Linked DNA regions of Mus musculus: region 1 is linked to region 2. The links are chromatin contacts, called in public Hi-C maps. All regions are on one chromosome and are shown on one strand. Each heading gives the region's core, a stretch centred on a gene start, on an enhancer-like site or on the middle of the called end of the contact. The rest is flanking DNA. Distances are from core to core; before and after follow the strand shown. Region 1 overlaps Il16 (interleukin 16). Region 2 has its middle 17 kb from the start of Tmc3.

Region 1 (6,101 bases), core at 254-2,753, 160 kb after region 2:
AGGCCACGCTTCTTCCTCTCCTGTTCTCCAGGCCTTGGCCGGTGAGTGACAGATGAACTGGATTTAGCTGCCACTGCATGAGTCCCTGGAGGAAAGAAAAAATGGGAAGTAGTGTGACTTGCTGCCGGCTCAAGTCCAGGAACTGAACTCCGGTGCCCATGAAGCAGGGCAGATGAGTCCCGGCACCCAGCTCCTCTGCAGGACAAATGGCGCTTAGATTACTCAAGGGGTTAACACCAAGTCCAGGCTCATAGAGACCAAGCCTAAACTCTTTATTCTAACCTACATCCTAAAGACAGGGGAACCGAGGAGCAGAGAAAAGAAATTTAAATCCATGGTGCTAGCTAATGGGCTAAGACTCAGAATCATGGGAAAGGCTTAGGGGACCGTGGCTTTGTGAGGCTTTTAAACTTGGAAGCTAATCTTTAAATGAAACTCTAGCCTGTAGATCATAGCAAGGAGGAAGTCAAGGAGGACGGAGCCTACTGCCCTGGTCCCCGTGTTCTCCTTAGTATCTCCTGCAGTGTCTCCAAAAGAACTCAAGAGCCCAGGGCTCAGCCCAGTGACCACTGAGGCATGTGTTAGGATCCCAGATGAAGATCTGCCAGTTTGTCGTGACTGGGTTGAGTGCAGACAGTTCAGCACACAGCTAGCTCTTGACAAACACACGTGCCCTTCCTCAGGCCCTAAGTCACACCAGTGTACCAAGTAGGGTTGTGAGCACCTACTCTGTCAGCCACTCCCCTGGTTTATTCCCCCAGCCTCATAACCCTAAACTGGCTCTCCCCATCAGGCACACGGCCCAACACAGTTTTGTCAAGAGGCACCTCTCACGGATCCAGTGTCCAAGAGATAGGCGGTGAAGTAGCCTCATGCTGTAGCCAGACAAGTTCTGACTTGGGTCCAAGCCACAAAATAAAGCCTGTTGCCAGAACAACAAACTGTGGGATGCTCTTAGCGACCCACCCTGCTGCTAGTGCCCGTGCAGCATGGAGTCAGGTGATGCGCAGAGCTTTTCCTGACATAGACATCTTCATGTGCCCCCCAAAGAGAATGCCTTCTTAGGATACTGCCTGAAACACCTGGAAAACACACACACACACACTAAATGTTAAAAACAAAACAACAAACAAACACAAAGCACCATTGCATCTTGGGCTGACAAAATGAGATGTCGAAGTGAATGAAGGTGCTTGCCACCAAGCCTAATGACCTTGGTCTGGTCCCTGGAACCCACATAGTAGAAGGCTGACGATTCCAAGTTGTCCTCTGACCTTGAAGCTCCACCATCTATTCTGATGCATGTGTTCATAACCATACATGTGCACACTAAATAAACAAATATTATTCAAAAATTTAACTCAGTGTTGTCCATCTCATGAGGAAACCCTTGCCAATATCCCAAATTCCTTTACTCTTTGCCTGTCTAGTTCACATGATAGAATTCCACCCATAAAGGACTGGCTCTGTAGTGACAGCTGTGCTTGGGGACAGGTTTCTGAGCCCTGAAGGCCACACTCATTCTTTAGCAGATGGGTACAAGGAAACCTTCATGGCCACCAGCTGGGCTCCAGTACTGGCCAACAAATGTGCTGTGTTTCTATAATTATCTCTGTCATGCACTCAGTGACTTCAAAATGTCACTACTGTAGTGGGCCAGGAAGTGCTCTGATTGTTTTACCACTTAGTCCTCATAAACCCTTGTGGGATCTGATAATGTCCTCTTGTCACAGAAAGATGGCCAAAGCACGGGGCAGTGACCACCACGAAACTATGCAGTGTGGCTAGATCCTGAGCTTCCAAGCTGGCTTTGCTCAGTGACTCTTACTGCATGGAGATTCGCACATCAACCCTCCTCTGCCCTAAAACTATGTGGTAGTCCAGGCACAGTGGTGCCTGTAACCCCAGCATCTGGGAGGTAGGGGCAGGAGGATCAGAACTTCAAGAACAACCTCAGCTATGTAGTGAGTTCAAGGCCACCCTGGGACAGACAAGACCCTATCTTGAAAAACAAATAAATCTGGCTCCTTAGTCTATTCTTGCAGCTGCCCTTCCTGTCACCCTGCCTGGTACTCTTGAATAAATGCTCTGTGCTCTGCACTTTCTCTCCTTAGCTTACCACTGCTTCCAGATCCGGCACCACATTTTTGCTTCCTTCCCCTAGAGCCATGGAAACTCCCGTATCAGTTCCACATTCAATGTGTCCTCAGCCTCAAACACAAAGCTGAAACTAGCTTTGTCTTGAGAGGATTGATCTGAATCTGTCCATGGTCTTTGGGTTCTCAGTGCCTTTTTCTTCCTGTTACTTGTTTCTCTTTCAGATATCCCCTTTCAAATCCAAACCATCAGGGCTGCCCTCCGGCTGCTGTCTCCAGCACAGGAGGTCCTCAACTCACTGTCCTGTCAAATCCCCAGAACTGGCAGCTCCGTGGCAACATCTCTGTAGATCATAACTTTGGTTGAACCTCCTTCCTTTCAGATCATACTCAGTTGGACGTGCATGATGTGTGTGTGTGTGTGTGTGTGTGTGTGTGTGTGTGTGTGTGTGTGTGCCAGAACTTGTACATTAGCCATTTGACAGCTTGAAAACAAATAAGTTTTATGATAAAATCCTTCTAGGAGTATCTGAAACCAGACGAGGAAGAGCTAAGGATGAGTTGCTAAGCACTACTGTGTGGAGAGGAAAATTGACATGGTAGGTTCAGACAGACATCAGGCAGATGGGGTGAGAAGTGGAGAAAAGCACAAGGAGCAGAAGGTCAGGGGAATGTGAGCAGAACCAAGCCTAGATGCTGTCACACAGCAGCTGGATCCAACCATACCTGACGCTATGATGTTTATTCCATTAAACGAATCAAAACTTTCAGGTTTAGTCTTAAAAGTGTATCTATCTTCCTGGAATAAAAGTCTTTTGGTATACTACTAGGAGTCTAAGTCCTGGAAAACAATGATTTCCAGGAGATAGTGTGTTTTCTAGGCTACTTCCACCCCAGCCAATGCTTGCCTTTCCCTCCATCCATTCTCACTCATAACAGCTGGTTCTGAATGTCTTGATCTACCAATTTCCATAGACCCTCAGATTATATACCCCATTCCCTTTCTCCCCCATGTCCTCTCTTCACCTACAAGTTCCCCAGCCATGACCAGCCACTCATTAGGCATCTTCTAGAGCAAAGAATCTATGGGGTCCTTTGAGGTTGAGGTGCAAAGCCATAGGCTCCCTTGGCTGGGGACACTGGCTGCATGCAGGTCTTAGACCAGATGAGGCTCAGATTTCTTGGTGGAGACTGCTCACCCCATGAGTGTGTCCAGTGAGTCCTGTCAGCTATAAAAAGCAAGCCCTTCTACAAGGAGTGGTCATTTCTGAGGCTGGGCTCTCCTGAGAGATGACATAGACCATGGAGTGGGAAGGAGAAGGCAGAGGGCAAGGCACTCACCCTCCTTCTGAGAGCAGAGACTGCTCTAAGCAAGCCTCATCAGCCCAGAAAACATGAATGGGAAAGGAATGCAAGGGCTGAGGTGGAGAGACCAGAGCCTCACTTCTGTGGAAAGGGACTTCCCTCTAGGCCTAGCACCAAAAGAGACAGAGAGGGGAGAAGGAATAATTGAAAACACAGCATGGCAGTCACGTGGCTCAGCTTGGTTTTAGTGATTGTGCTCGAGACATTAGAACTGGCTATTGCTCTCTCTGCAACCAAATGCCAGTGGTGCTGAGAGCCAGCTATGTCACACACACCCTCCTCAGCCCTCTCTGAAAGTTCAAACCAATAGCTTTTCTCTTATCTGGTCCCCAGCCCCAGGATTCCTTGCCAGTGTCTTACAAGTTTTCTTTGTCCCTGGTGGGCTCTGCATAAGACGTTCCTGAAGTTCCCTACATACAGGACTTCACTATGGAAATCTTCAGGGAACCTCCTGCCTTCCTAGCCCAGGGAAAGTCAAAGGACTGGAAAAACCACTCTCCCAAGTCCTGAGCAGTGTTCCTCCAAACACCTGAATAGGATTGGTTCTCTCAGCCAGAGAACAAAGGTGCTACATAGAGTCACCTTTCCTGTCATGCAGGAGATTACCTGGAAAAAAGGAATGGGGACCACTGACCTCATAGTTGCTTGCGACACCTGACCACAGCCGAGCTGTCCTTTACATAGAGTGCAGTGCTAAGGATTGCCAAGCAGTGACACTTGCTTTCTTTAGAGGCCTTGAAGAAAATTCTAGACTTCAGGCTAGGCAGCAAGGTCTGCAAGTCTTCCTTCCCTCTCTTCTGTATTCCCTTACTTCCTCTCTCTTCTTTCATCTCTTTCTTCCCCAGTCCCCATTTCCTGTTTCCCTGCTCTCTGCTTCCTTCTTCTGTCCCTTGTTCTTTCTATCATCTCCCTACTCCCCTTCCTCATCTGCATGTGGCCAGTGTGTTGGGCAAATCCTTCACTAAAGCTGCAGCCTCACACTTGGGTCTGGGTGAAACATCGTTCACTGACTGCAGAACTGGAGAGGATTGTAAATCACCATGTGGCGAAAGGGGAATCCTTTGATAAATGTGTTTTGGAGTTTCTGCATTCTCCCACAGTGTCCTATTTCAAAGGCAGTTTTGAAGTCTGGCCGTTCCAGCCCAGGGGGTATATTTTTGGGGTCTTGAACTAAAAAGTGATTCAGAAATAAGAAATGAAGGGAAAAGGTGGGTGTCCCTTCTCCACCCCAGAGAAGATCTTTAATATAATTAAGGGACCCACAGCTGAGTCTGACCCTCTGTGTCTATATACACTGTACATAAGACTAGGAAGGCATAGAGCATCTCTGGGCTTTAGTATCCCTGCTAGTCAAGCGGACAGTGTTGGATTATTACACGTATCATTTTTCTTCCTCTACTCTACTCCATCTCTGAGGAAACCAACTGTACTCAATGAGGCTTGGCACATTGCAAGAGCATTGCATATGGACCAATAGCTGAAAAGCATCTCAGAGACCCTTCCCACTGACACCTGCACAAACACAGGAATACCATCCCACTTGGGACCACAGACTGGAGGACTCCAGTGATAAGACATCGGAGTAAAAAGAAGCCGCATGAACTGACATCTGAGCTTAAGAACTATCTAGAAAGACATTCTAGAATCTGGAAAGTACCTTAGAGCCCAGGGTGAATATTTTATATCTCAGACAGGTGCGGAACTTTTGGCATCCTGGGAAGTGGGCCTAAGTCTATGGGACAGGTTGGGCTGGGGCATCTTTGGATAACTCAACACCACTTAAGTCCAAAGGCACAGGGCCAGACAGGGTAGTGATTCCTCTTGAGTAAGCAATACCAATATGGCACAAGTAAAACATGTAATTCACTTTAAGAAAAATCTAGAAAAGCTCCAGAAAACATATTTCTCCACTGTTACTCTGGAGGGGCTACCCCAGGCTCAGTTCTTTGTGACTCCCCCACTTCCAGGCACCAAGCAGAATCACTTGAGTGAATATCTGCATAAAGCCACAGCAAACTTGTAGTTACAGTAATGACAAGAGGGTATCTGACTAGAACATCCAAGGCTGGACCCTGGAGCTAGCCTTATCTGAACGGTGGGCCTAACACTCATCCCTGCAGGATTAAGCAATGCAACTCTTGTATGGCTTTGTTACCCATGAAATGCAGATAACTCTGCTAACCCCCAGGAGATCCGAGGGGAATAATTCAGACTAGGACTTAAACTTGTCTGTTTGTTAAGTTTATGGATTTACACACATTCAAAATAAGATAAGCAAGAGCGTAGCTAAGGATGACCTACCTTGCTTGGTTATCTGAATTAATAAGAAAGAGAGGAAGGGATAGGCACAGTGACACACACCTTTAATCAGAGCACTCGGGGGGCAAAGGCAGGCTTATCTCTGTAAGCTTGAAGCCAGCCTGCTCTCTGTCCCATGCCATCCAGAACTACAGAGAGACCTTGTCTCAAAAGAAAGAAAGAAGGAAACTAAGAAAGAAACAAAGATAGTAGAAAGAAAAAGGAGGGAAAATGAGAAAAATGTAAATAACTGTGAACAACCTAAAGGTGCCCCAGTGAGAGACTATGCTAATAGATAATGGCACATTCTGAGGAATGCTACACAGCCAATAGGAATGAAAC
Region 2 (5,389 bases), core at 1,611-4,110:
TGTTAGATCCCCTGGAACTGAGTTTGTAAATGTTTGTGACTCACCATGTGGGTGCTGACAATCCAACCCAGGTCCTCTACAGAAGCAACAACTGGCTCTTAACCACTGAACTACTTCTCCAGTCCGAACCCTGAGGTCTTTTTAGAGACCTCTTTTAATCTTTAAGTAAGGGATTTGAGTCCTGACTTTCTTGAAACTGGAATTACTTTTTCTGCTGTGTTATGAAAGTAGGTCAAAGGGTTTCTAACAGGCGCTGCTGCCTCTGTTGGGGAGACACTGAAGAATCCTTGTCCAGCTGTGAGCATCCCTGAGTCCAGGCCTGGGAAAAAAACAAAACAAACAAAAAAAAAAAAACAATTGACACACTCCGGAGAGGAGAAGAAGCCTGGAGTCACAGGATAGGTTTTCAAAAAGGGTCCAATCTAACATGGGTCTCCTAATTCTCACTCTGCCATTCAGAAAGCATTGGCCTTCCCTCTGCTCTTGCGCTCTCTCTCTCTCTCTCTCTCTCTCTCTCTCTCTCTCTCTCTCTCTCTCTCTCTCTCTCTCTCTCTCTCTCTCCATCATGCCAAAGCAAGTGGGACAGGACAGTAGAGCAAAAAGTGAGATGGAAAAGCAACTTGTTTCTCAGAACACCAAGGAAGACAGAGGAGCCCTCTTTGGATGACCCAGCACCAAGTTCAAAGGACAGGAAACGAACCCCAGCACATGCTGAGCTAGCTGTTGTGTGGACTCGTTCCCCGCAGGAGGCTCTGGCCTCCAGCCCGGGGAAGAAGTCCTGATTTTTGAATAACATGTTCAGAGAGGGCGTTCCTCATACTCATCGGTACTGAATAGAAGCCACTCCGCATCTATTATTAGTTCCAGGAAATGACCCACAAAGAATATGTCACAAATAATTACAGGAACTCTCTAACAGGAGGGATCCTTCAAAAAAGAAAGAGAATTGGTCAGTTCAGCCTTAGGAAGAGCTTGCTGTTTGCTGAGTATAAAGCCTGAGGACCAAAATGAGTTCTGATTTAGACAATGTCTACAGTAGACAGAACGTATCAGGCAGAACCACAGCCATTGTCTTCAGATAACCCTATGGGGAATTCTCCTTGGAGCCAATATACTTCTGAAACAATTAAAAAAAAAAAAACGATAATAAAACACAAGATATTTTGAACAGCGATCTCATTACCTTGAAAGTGCACTGCTTTTATTAGTTCTGTCTTTTTAAGTATATTTTTTACTTTAATTTAAAAAACCTCCCAGATAATAAAAGCACATAGTTTGTGTTTGTGTGGGGTGTGTATTCACTTATCCACATGGGTGCCTGTGTGTGCGTGAATACATGCGTGCCTTAGGGGTCAGAGATTAAGCTTTGATGTTCTATCCACTGTCTACCTTGTCTTTAAGATAAGGGCTTCATTGATGTGCCATTCACCAGGGAGACTAGATTGACTGGCAGCCCCCAGAATCTGTTTGTCACTTCCTCCAATCCTGGAGTTACAAGAACATGTCACCACCATGTCTGGCTTTTTAACATAGGTTCTGCAAAGCCAATTCAAATCCTCATGCTCTCATGGCAAAGACTTCAGTAACAGGGCCATCCCCAAGCCATTACATACATAATTAAAAAAAAAAAAGTCAAATAGAGGCTCACAAACAAACACAAGGTTACAGTCCTTTATAAAGACAGCCTGTTGACCTTTATTGTCCCTCCAGACAGTCGACACAAAGATAAATTCTCTTTTCACAGTGATGATAGTGGCGGTAGGGGTATCCTGGGCTGCCTGGTACTGGTTTGAGCATCCATTCCCAAGAGGAGTACTCAGCAGGGAGGGTGGCCCTAACCCTGGACTTACTATCCAGAAACCACTCTGGGCGCTCTAAAGACAGCACTAAAGACAGTGAGTGGCCAGTTATGGCTATAGTCCAGTGTGGGCAAAGAATGGGCTGTAAGGGGCCACCATGCTCACCGTTATACTCCCACAGACCCTTTTCTCTTCCTCCCCACAGTAGGCTGAACAATGGTCCACAAAACAGTGAGCCTTACCCTAGAAGCTGAGGAAGTTTTCTTCTAGGGCAAATATGACTTTCTAAATGTGATTAAACTGTGGGTCCTGTGATAGTGAGATTTTTCCCGGGTGATCTCCGTGGACTTGGCATGAGGGTGGGGGTGGGAGAATAGGAAGGCAATCAGAGACCTACGTGAGTTGTTACCTTGCTGGCTTTATGTAAGGAGCGGGTGTGGCAGCAGTCCCAAGATGGCGCCCAGGACTGCAGCTAAGTCTTATGACTTGCACCTGACTTCCTCATACACCTGAAAATAAGCCACGACCATCGTGAGAACTGTGCAGGTGCACCATGATGCTGGCGGTGTAAACAAGTCCATATTTGGTGGAGACATGCCCCTGCCGCCCTGATTGGCTGAAGCTGTGTGCATGGTGAGGTGGCGTGGCCTGCCGTGAGTGGAGGGGGGCTGAGAGTATTTAAGCAAACCTCCCTGGGTTCCCGGGGTCCCCATAGCAGCATTGAGACGTTCCTGCAATAAAGGCTGTTGAGAAGAATCCGACCATGTTGTGTCTTCCTTGCCGGCCGGCCGAGGTGGACGCAGCAGCTTTAGAGGTAGGGAAAGAGAACATAGGTCAGGGAGTGTGGAACGGCAGATACAGGGGTGCCGTTCAACTTTAGAGAACAAATACACGGTGAGGGGTGAAAGTGGGAATTCCTGCCCAGTTGCTGTGGATGAACCCACCTCCCTGTATTTAAATGACAGAAATGTGTTTCTGTTGCAAACAGATGTCCCTGACCTTTGCCGAACTTTCTGCCTTCTTGGTGCTGAACTAAGAGTGGATGCAGATCTGAATGCAGCCACAAGATGGAGACTTTGTCTTGGTTAGCGCTGGGATATTCCCAGCGGTAAGAAACTTCTGTGCCTACTAAGCAGCTTTGATTAATCTCCAGTTCAGCTCTTGACCCGACCCGCATGGAGGAGAATCTGGGAGCCACAGGATAGGTTTTCAAAGGGGGTCTGATCTACCAAGTGTCTGCTAATTCTCACTCTGGCATTCAGAAAGCATCAGTCTTCCCTCTGCTATCTTCTCCAGCCATATGTGCTTGCTGTTCATATACTCTAAACATCACATTTCTTCATGTAAGAAAAAATTGCTATTGCTGTTGTTTTCTGCTTTCCATTTCCTTCCACTGTTTTACATAAAACAGAGGACTAAAAATTATTTCACACAGTATTATCTTCATGAGACTTGGTCCAGACAAACTAAGGTTCTCTTATAGCTCCCATGGACTGCTGAGCTGTGCTCTCAGGTTTCTGAATGAATCAGACGTGGGCAAGGGGCTCTGAGTTAAGGGAAGTATGCAGGCAATTGGTATAAATGGAACACACTCTTCTTCCTATCACTAGAGAAGCGTATGACCAACACTGACCAAGAGGATCTAGAGACTGGGGTGATCCTTGGGCAAATGATAACCTGAAATAGACCATGCAGGACACATAAAATTTTATAAACCCGGAAGAGGGCAAATGGCTCCATAAGCAGACAGATGGCTTGAGCAAATTATGGAGCCAGGAAAGGAAGCAGAAATTGAGAGAGCAGAAGGTATGTTAGGTCAGCTACAGAGTGGAAGCAGATGACTCCAGCCGATGAGAGGCTTACAGTACAGTCTTCTTCCTCACTTGTGGCCTGTGCAAATGTCAGCAGAGCTTTGCTTAGGTCTCTCAGGGACCCAGGCTGAGGTCAGCCCTGTCATCCTGCATCTCCATTACATGTTTTGCCTTCTTAGTTGCTGCTGTAGGAAAAGTGAAACTGAAATATTATTCACTATAGGCCCCACCGCTTCTACCTGGAGGGGTAGCTGTCCACTCTACTCATATTGTTTAAAAAACATAACAGCTTCTAACTACCAGCACCTAGACCCTCTGAAGCATATTACTTTCCCTGTCACAGGAGAATTCCAAAATCAACCTATTTGAGTCATAAGATAGAAAGACATTCAAGTTTTAGTGAAAGACATAGGACTTCCTTCAGCACTGAGAAAATCATAACTCCATTTTAAACACACAAAAACATACGTGTGTACCAATAAGCCAGATTTTGCCAAGAATCAAACACAAGAAGCAGAGGTGGTGGTGGTGGTGTTTTCTGATCCTGTGTATGAGGTTTGCAATTAATTCTGCAGAAATTATGGAAAAGATGGCTTCCAGGGACCTCACACAGCTCCAGGTATTGCCATGCCAGCCAGATCTGGATCCCCAAATGTCAATGTAAACATGAGAAATCAATCCCCCAAATTTTAGAGGGTGGAGCTACCGATCTTAAGGTGGCTTCAAGTATTCTGTGTCTACAAAGTTTCCTAAAAGGTGGTCTGTGGTGGTTAGAATTAGAATGGCCCCATAGGCTGATGTTTGAATACTTGGTCTCTAGTTGGTGGCTTGTTTGGAAAAGATTAGAAGATGTGGCCCTGCTGGAGAGTTTATGTTTCTGGGGATGGGATTTTAAGGTTTCAAAAGATTATTTTGAGTCAGCACTCTCTGCCTCATGCTCATGGAATCAAGATATGAGTTCAGCTGTTCCTACCTTCCTTCTACCATCATGGACTCTTGAGCCTATGAAACTGTAAGCACAAATAGATTCTTTCTTTTATAGTTGTCATGGTGTTTTATCACAGCAATAGAGAGCCCCCCAACTAAGACAGCATCCTTCTCCTTTTTTGGCATGCATCCAGGAAAGCACACAGGACAATAGCAGAGCAAGAGTTGCCTTGACACAGAGAATGCTGTGAAGTTTACAGAAAAGCTGACTGGACTGTGTGGTTCCGTGATAGGATACTGTATAAACTGATGCTGTATAAACAGCAGGGAAAGACCTGGCTGGCCAGAACCATGACATGAGATTCACAGAAGAGCCCAGTGATACCTGGTACTATAGTCTAAACACATTCCTTGATTGTGTGTGATTGATGGACACAGTTCCCAAATTCATATGTGGCTGGGGACTCTGGAAGGTATAGGGGGATAGATTCAGTCTTCAGGCCAAGGAGGTATCAGATGATAGGATCAATGGTGTTATAAAAAGAAAGAGAAAGGTACACACTGGCCAACTCTCTTTCTTGTCCCATCTCAGCCTCTTGGCTTCCACCAAGAGATGATACAGCATGATTGCCCTCATTATATGCATACCCCTTGGTCTTGGACTTTCTAGCTTCTAGAACTGTGAGAAATAAATCTATGTTCCTTATAAGTTACCTTGTCTTAGGTAGCCTGTTATAGCAGCACCAAACAAGCTAAATCACCTGCAACTATGTCCTAGACATTAGTGAACAGAGTGGCATATTGTGAGCACCAATCACTATTGATCAACAAATTACTGAATGAATGAATGAA

The links. Hi-C and Micro-C count contacts between places; a contact is called where the count stands out from the background.
Region 1: a contact with region 2 is called in a Hi-C map of cerebellar granule neurons, with 2.9 times the contacts expected there. The contact joins two enhancer-like sites. A contact is called at or near these places in 1 of 484 Hi-C or Micro-C datasets (cerebellar granule neurons) and 3 of 9 other capture datasets (adipose tissue, liver and pancreatic islet).

Annotation. Positions count from the first base shown.
Region 1 is chr7:83,722,613-83,728,713 of GRCm38.p6, forward strand. It overlaps Il16 (interleukin 16), which reads right to left. Exons shown (of 19, transcript NM_001360087.1): 2 at 1-85. Among named protein-coding and RNA genes, the nearest start is that of Il16, 6.7 kb to the right of the region's middle. Within about 2 kb of position 1,504, at least 13 of the 459 cell types and tissues checked have an H3K27ac peak or open chromatin away from gene starts, as enhancers often do. A contact at or near this core is called in cerebellar granule neurons, where this site is marked.
Region 2 is chr7:83,565,396-83,570,784 of GRCm38.p6, forward strand. No RefSeq gene overlaps it. Among named protein-coding and RNA genes, the nearest start is that of Tmc3, 17 kb to the right of the region's middle. Within about 2 kb of position 2,861, at least 19 of the 459 cell types and tissues checked have an H3K27ac peak or open chromatin away from gene starts, as enhancers often do. A contact at or near this core is called in cerebellar granule neurons, where this site is marked.